Regions from separate parts of the Hordeum vulgare genome. Here region 1 is linked to region 2. Evidence: chromatin contacts called from public Hi-C data. All regions are on one chromosome and are shown on one strand. The core of a region is the stretch at or near the end of the contact, and the rest is flanking DNA. Distances in the headings are between cores, read along the strand shown.

Evidence for each region. A called contact is a pair of places that touch in the nucleus more often than the background predicts.
Region 1: a contact with region 2 is called in a Hi-C map of seedling, with 3 times the contacts expected there. The contact joins the enhancer-like site here to the promoter of LOC123430151 in region 2. A contact is called at or near these places in 3 of 6 Hi-C or Micro-C datasets (leaf and seedling).

What each region holds. Positions count from the first base shown.
Region 1 is chr2H:395,800,071-395,804,385 of MorexV3_pseudomolecules_assembly, forward strand. No RefSeq gene overlaps it. Among protein-coding and RNA genes, the nearest start is that of LOC123430152, 8.0 kb to the right of the region's middle. Within about 2 kb of position 2,376, at least 3 of the 3 cell types and tissues checked have open chromatin away from gene starts, as enhancers often do. A contact at or near this core is called in leaf and seedling, where this site is marked.
Region 2 is chr2H:395,663,908-395,667,761 of MorexV3_pseudomolecules_assembly, forward strand. It overlaps LOC123430151, which reads left to right and starts at 2,407. Exons shown (of 2, transcript XM_045114051.1): 1 at 2,407-3,151; 2 at 3,254-3,586. The coding sequence starts at 2,590. The coding sequence ends at 3,336.

The DNA.
Region 1 (4,315 bases), core at 1,126-3,625, 140 kb after region 2:
GGGAAGGAGGGGGACTAGGATTCCACCTCATCCCCCTTTGGCTGCGCCTTAGGGCTTGGAGGGGCTGTTCCCCACGCCCCTCCACCTATATATAGAGGGGAGGGGTCGCCCCAAGCGTACACACAACAGCCCCTCCACCTATATATAGAGGGGAGGGGTCGCCCCAAGCGTACACACAACAGCCCCTCCACCTATATATAGAGGGGAGGGGTCGCCCCAAGCGTACACACGAAGCCCTTGGCGCCTCTCTCTCTCCCTAGATCGTTTTCTCCTCCGTTTGCAGTTTTGGTAGCGCTAGGCGTAGCCCTGGTGAGATAGCACCACCACAACCGCCACCACACCATCGTGTTGTCGGAGAAATCATATACTACTCCTCTCTTGCTCGCTGGATCGAGGAGGCGGAGACGTCATCGGGATGGACGTGTGCTGAACGCGGAGGTGTCGTCCGTTCGGCGCTTGATCGGGAGTTCGTGGGACGGATCGTGATTGGATCGCGAAGACGTACCACTACATCTACCGCTTTCTTTAACGCTTCCTCTTAGAGATCTATAAGGGTATGTAGATGCACTCCCCCTCTCGTAGATGTTAGTCTCCATAGATTGATCTTGGTGTGCGTAGGAATTATTTTGTTTCGGATACGACGTTCCCCAACACGCCGCCCACACGACCATGGCTGCCGCTATGGCGGCCTTCATTCATGACTACTCTGGCCCTACGCTCTAGGCCCATAGGTGCCTTCAATGGTCGTGCGCCGGCCGACCGACGAGAGGAGATGGATCGTCGATGACGAGCGATGCCTAGCACACGACACACACATGGGGCTGTTGCGGTCTCCTTCACCGCTCTAAAGCATGCAACTAGCTAGTTGTGGCACATTTTGGGGTTAACATTTTAGAAAGCACATGCTTTCCTACATCCCCTTATCTCGCCATTCATTTCTGCATCGCAATTCGTGCAAGCACCGTCTTTTTTTGTTTCTTCCAAATAAAATAACATATGAACTTCAAACTTTGGAGGACAACGAAATATTCTAACTAGAATGTGGGAAAAAACTTTCAGATTTTTTTATGAAACATATATACTGAAAACAATATCTTCTACTAAAAAAATCTCATTTTGTATATTTATGTCGGACCAAAAAATGTGAAAGTGTTTTCCTACATTGTAGTTAGAATGATTTGTTGTACTTCAAAGTTTGAAGTTCATATGTTGTTTTGTTTTGAAGAAACAAAAAAGAAAAAATTCCATATAGTAAGTTAGTTGTGTAACACAAATCTCAAAGCAAGATTGGAGGATAATGATAAGAGGTGTCCAGAAGCCTATGCTTTCTAAATCCGGGTCCCACATTTTGGAGATATGACGATGACGTGAAAGTTGATGATCAAATTTGGCAAACGTGGTATATTTTGGCGGCCGATCTATGCAAGTAATGTAAGTTATATATGTCTATATAGTCTAGTTTAACTTTGTTTTGCACATGTTCATATGCCAAAAGTTTACTTTGCATTAATATATTCAAGCATTATGAGATTTCTTTCGAATTTGATGGGTAAGTTAGCAAAGGCTTTCACCCAACAGCCAACGCCATAAATATTTTCCTCCTCTAGTGCAACATGGATGGACAAGATCCTCGTCGTTGCAACATCAAGAACCAGAGGCGTTGCTCGCTAGGGAAACGCTTGTGATATTTAGTAAAAGTTACAGGGTGTTTGCTAAAATCGCCATTACTATATTTAACTCTTGGCGCTTGCCTTTTTCATGACGCCCAAACTATTTTGCAAAAGTAATGTCGATATCTGTTATTTCACGTGCGACGCTAACTAACTACTCCCTTTGTAAACTAATATAAAAGAATTAGATTAATGTTTTAAATACTTTTATATTAGTTTAGGAGGAAGCATTTCTCTAAGAGTTTCCTATCAATGGGACCACTGTGACCCAAAGTATATACAGGGGAGAACTAGATGAGGGGGCATCCATGACCATGGAAAAATGCACCCAATTTTCAAAAGATGCATTTTAATCTCGTTTAAAAATGTAAAAAACAACAGAAAATTTCATGCATACATGTTCTTAAACGTGTGTGCACAGTTTTGTGAAGAAATATTGTTTTTTTTGTCTATGCAGAAAACACAAATGTCAATGCTTCTAAATAGCATTTCACGAGACAATCTTTTGTTTTTTCTGCACAGGCTACAAAAAGATATTTTTCCGTGCAACTTTATACGTGTACGTCAAACATGGAGAAGTACCCGTGTAACCTTTTTCATATCTTTTAGCATTTAAAAATATATTTTTAAAAGTGGGTATGTATGTATCTGGATTTATCCATGCACTTCACAGAACTGGATAGCACCTATACAAGGCAGGTCCTATGCGGCGCCTTAACCGTCCGCTAGATAAACCCGCGCCTGCATGCTCCTTCTCGTGGGCCGGCTCATATTAAATGTGTTCATAGAATTAAAAAAAATCAGATTTGCGAAAATAGTTCAATGTCTATAAAAAAAGTTCACCGATTTCCGAAATATGTTTATGTATTTGCAAAAAGTTCGCAGGATTCAAAAAAGAATTTATCGATTTTCAAAAAAAAGTTCATCGGTTTTTAAAAACAGTCACTGAATTTGAAAAAAAGTTTACAAATTTTAAATTATGTTTTCCGATTTTCCAAAAAGCTCATGGATTTAAAAAAAATCAATGACTTTTAAAAAGTTCACCGATTTTTTAAACAAATCATCGATTCCGAAAAAAGTTCATGGGATAAAACACAGACCTGATGTCTAAATGGGCCGGACCATACGGAATGCTGCAGGCGCCGGTTAACAAAATTTGCCTTTAGCTGGCGCCTGTGGCGCTTAATAGGGTTTCTCCGTATACAACACCCAATTGATCTAACTGGTCCTGATGCACGGAAGTCAATGGGCCGGCCTAGCTATGTGTTCGTTTACTCTATGGAGATTGACTGGTGGAGCAGCGACCGTTAATCACATCGAGTTGATCGTTGACTTTTATCTGTATTATAAAAGGCACGAGAATGCACATCCAATTAGGAATATTAATAGTCGGATTAATAATCTAACGATTGTTAAGCATACTTGCTGAAAAACTTGGGCCTTGTATGAAATAAGTCATTGGTTCATTATAGACCAAGTTTCTTCACTCCACATTAAAGTGGATACTTATCCGCCACCCCTTATAGCTATATAAAGAGGAGAGCACCCCATTGTACAGAACACTTATCAATGATGAATAAAGAAAGACTTCCCTCTACTTTTTTGTGTCAATTTTACTTTTTGTATGTACGCGTAATCGACTACGACGCTATTTTCGCTCCGCAACCTTGGACCGGACTCGCCGGCAGGAGTTGTGAAAGACGTTATCAGCACGCATCGCTCCACCAACTTTTCGTCAAGCTCGCATCAAGCCTGCATCGAGAGGGCTTTCGTCGTTCTCGCGGAGGTATGGATCCGAATTTTCTTTGCAAAAAATGGATTCCCATTATCATTGTGATTCCATTTTTGTAATTTTTCAGATTAGTTTTACCTACGATGTATGTTTTTCCCGCGAGATCGCGGCGGACTGGTTGTCGTCCGCCAATGTGAATCGATCTCGAGTCACTACATATAGGAAGATGGTGCTCATGCTCCCGACGAGCACGACACTGCCACGATGCATCAGTTGTGTGCACGTGTCGTCTCGCTGGTCGGCACTTTTCAAAGATATTCTCATCTTCCCGAGCCGACGCACACAGCCGTCGTCGTCACCATGGTCGTGCTGGCCGCCGCGCCAGGCAGCTCCCGCTGCTGGAGACCTCGGCTGGCTGGTCCCGGCCACGCCCGCCCGTCTGGCCCCGGTCGTGCCCGCAGTCGCTGCGCGCCTACTGCTTCGTCCGTCGCGCCGACCGCACCAGCCACAGGCCAATGCCGCACCTCGTCGTGCCCGCCGCGCCTGGCCAGGCCCGCTACACCGGCCGCGCCTGGCCACGAGCGCCCGGCCACGCCCGTCGCTCATTCCTGCCGCGCCGGTGCCCTGGCCCTACTGGCATCGGAGCCGCCCCCGACCCCGCCTGCTGCAGGCCCCGAGCGCCCGAACACTCCCGCCGCTGGCCGCACCGGACACGTCCATCGCTCGTCACGTCCTGCTGGCCGACCAGCCGCCCGACCGCCTCGGCTGTGCTCGTCGCTGCCTCGGTCGCGCGTGCTGCGCTGGCTGCCGGCCACCCCCACCACCACCGCTTCCTGCCAACGTCGTAGCTAGATGCGCCCCCTGCGCCCGCCGGACACGCCAGCCGCGCGCGCCGGCCACTCCTGCTGCTGTC
Region 2 (3,854 bases), core at 1,157-3,656:
CGCAGCGGACTTGCTGCTCTCGCACTCGGACTCGTCGGAGGAGTTGTCGCACGAGGAGGGGAATAAGTTGAGGTTGGGCTCATCGGAGTCAAGCGTCGCCACCTTCTTGGCCGTGGCCTAAAGTGCCACTACATTCTTGATCCACCCGTGAAGGTGCAAATGCCCAAAGGTCTAGTGACGGCTAATAGCGGAGTGGGGGAGCCGAGTAGTACGGGATCGACGGCTGTCCGAGAAGGACTCCGAACGATGATGCACGGAAATGCGCCGCACCACGGGCGTGCAACGCGTCCGTGTCCAGTGGAGTCTCCTACAACCATGACGAGTCATCGGCGACGAAGCCGATGAAACCGAACCCGATACTCCGCCGAGGGTCATCATGGTGATTGGTAAATCTCCACCTGCGCCAGATTTCGCTAAATGCACAGCCCCAAGGTAGGAGCCAAATGTCGTGGTAATGATTCTAACAATGATACTAGGGGTAGGAATGAAACGGGGCGGAGCCTAGCTACGGCGCAAAGGTCACTCGGATTTAGCTAGTTCGGGCCCCTCTCGGAGAGGTAAAGACCCTCTGCCGCGTGCCCGAAGGATTGTGTTTTCTCTGAGGGGTGTGATTAGAACAGTGTGTTGAACCCTTCTCTAGGAGCTCGGGGTAGCTTATATAGAATGCACCACAATCGGCCGAGCGCCATTATAAAGGCTTTAAATGAGAGTAACTATAAGTGTTATTGGAAGCCGCCGTCTTAACTAAGGGCGTTATAGGTAACGTCCGTCTTGACATTACTTCATGCAAGGCTTTATGTCCTTTGGACGTTATAGCGCCATCGCCGTTCATACATCTTCTCTATCCGAGTGTTGGTATGAGATCGACTCGTGGAGCATGGTCCAAGTGACTTGGTGAATCCTTGTGGATCATGAATATGCACCCTAATGCATCTATAGTCCAAAGAGTTAATGACGATGTGGGACCATAGGTGGGCCCTTAATGTCCGGTCCGTGACGCTACCTCTCGTAGGTCACCTCATCACCCACCGCCTAACCGTAGCGTCCTCATCGGCGGTCGCCTGAAGAAGTAGCTCGTGTGCCCCCGGTGCCTCCGCTGCATGAAGCTGGAATTGGCGACGCCCCTGCTGGCACAGCCGCTGTGCCCCGATCGACGGGCCATCGTCGCCACCTCGACGCTGCCGCCCCCAGATAAAGAAGGAGGTGCCGTTCGCGACCGACAAGGCACGTGGCCGCATCGCGAGGCCAAGGTTTCGGTGGTTCCTCCGGCTCTCGGGTTGTGGTGTCCGAGGTCCAGTGCACGGTCGCTGCACCACGTTCGCCAAGATGAACATGGCGCCGAAATGGGTCCGTAATGACCCGCACCTTGTCGCGGCTTGGGCACTCGACCGTTCCGTGACAACAGCAAAGACGTCTGCGAGTCGTCGCCACCGCCTTGACGGCGAGCTCGCCAAGATAGGCGAGGCGTGCTCACTTAGCGACTGCTCCGCCAATGCTGGTCGCGGCAAGGCAGGGCTCCGAAGGCCACATCGACACTCGGTGCGACGACACTCCGCATGGCGCGGCAGGAGGCGGAGCGGCTCGTCCGCAAGCGGCAGGTAGCCGTCGAACAAGGTTGTCGCGGCCCTCCAGCGGTTCCGGCACTGAAGGGACCACGACGATGACGACACCGATGCGGCGTATGAGGTGGTCGTCCGGTATAGGGTTTAAGTTTTTTCTAGTTTTTTACTTAATCGGTCGAAATATCGATCGTTTTATGTAAATTGTATCCGAACTTAAATAAAATTCATCGTGTGCATCAATTTTGTCCGATTGATTCGAGTTATTGGCCGGATGTACACGATTAGCGTTGGATGTAGTTCTTCTACATCCGTGTTCATAGACCGGTATGTCCACGAACATATAAGGAGAAAATTTGTGGGTTGGCTTTGAAGGTGCCTTTATACCTACGCTTGATTTTTTGGTTTTCTATTTTCTACGTGGTTTGACGTTAACTTACATTTTTTTGGCTGCTCTTTTCTATCAACGGATAAGTAAACCTTTGCTTGTTTATTATGTTTTTTACTCATACGCACTCTTGGAATTTTACTTGGGTTAGATTTCTTCCATGTCTTCCCCGCAAAAAAAAAATAATAATAATCATCCATACCTTTCTTTTTGAGGGGAAGATTTCATCCATACCTAGTTCCGAGATTAGCCTTATAAAAATTAAAATAGCATCCTCTTGGTCTACGACCTGTAAGTAGTCAGCCGAATGGCACGGGTGGCCTACCGTTAGCAACAACCATCCGGCATGGTTAGCATTTCGATTTTGTAGAAGAGGCATCTCGGTCAATGAAACGGGGTTATACTCCTATTTTTGGGTTGTTGTTCTCCTCCCCCCACCTTCATATGAGAGGAGCATCACCTCCCCTTTTTGTCTTCCCAACATTCCCGCTCTCCTTCCTCCTGCCGCAGCTGTCGTGATACGGCAGCTGCTGCGACGCGGCAATCTGCCCACCCATTTGGAGGAGGGAAGGCAACGTTAACCTCGGCGCATTCGATAGCCAACACACATTACACCGTTACAGAGAAACAATTGCACAAGAAATGGCCAACAGCGGCAGAGAACACAAGCGCAGCGTTCCACGTCCACCACCATTGTCGCTCTTCATTGGTAGGGAGCAAGAGCCAGCGGTCACGCGGACGCACCCGGCCGCTGCCGACAACACCAACAAGAAGAGGATGCTGTCGAAGCAGCTGTCCATGAAGGAGACCACCCGGGAGGTCAAGTGGGAGAAGCGACGGCGGCAGATACAACGGCAGAGGAGCAGCATGGGCCTGTACGACGCCGACCGCGTTAACATGCACACCAATGCCAATGGTGTTACCGACGAGGACCTGGACGAGCTCAAGGGATCCATGGAGCTTGGCTTCGGCTTCAACGAGGAGAGCGGAGGCCAGAACCTCTGCGACACGCTCCCCGCCCTCGACCTGTATTTCGCCGTGAACCGGCAGCTGTCGGAGCCCAAGATGCGGGTGTGCAGCCGTTCGCTGCCATCCCTTTGTGTGGCGACATCCTCGTCATCCATGCACTCCGGCACGCCGAGCCCGGCCGGTAGCCCTACCGCTCAGCCCTCCCTCCTTGACTCCTTGAAAATTTGCAGTCCAGGTCAGTAACATTGTACGTTTCCTTGTTAATTTCTTCCTAGATTCCGAATGAATCATCAGCTTATGTTATGTGGTCGGTTGTTTGGTCCTTTGACCGATGCAGCCGGCGAGAACCCGCAGCTTATCAAGACAAGGCTAAGGCAGTGGGCTCAGGTAGTGGCTTGTTCAGTGAAGCACTCCAGCTGAGAACGCTAGCTACATTGATTGAACCACTCTTCCTGCAGAACCGCTGTACATCCGAGTGTTCCATTAGACGGCGAGGGAGAGGACATGACCGGTGGTGCAATTAACTCAACGCCGTAACCTTGTTGCTCTGGTGACGCGCGCCCATGGTTGTTGTGCATAGTTTAGTCTGTATGTATGTGTTGGCAACATTAATGCACCGTTCCCTGTATTCACAGGACAACATTTGATGCAAGGACATTCTTCTTGTTCACCAACTTCTTTAGAAACACTAACTCTTGCTGAAACATTGCCATAAAAAACTAGGCATGCACGCTGCAAGATATATTCGACTAAAACACAAACACTCACCCAAGGGGGCAGGACGAATATCCTCCGAAATCCACCATTAATTTGTTTTGTACAGATTGTAGGGGAGAAAAGTTGGACCGATCGAATTTCGGTTTCAGACTTTAGATGTGCATATGTAATACAACACTGAATATCTGAAATTAAATTGGGCGTTTCGGTATAGTACGTGC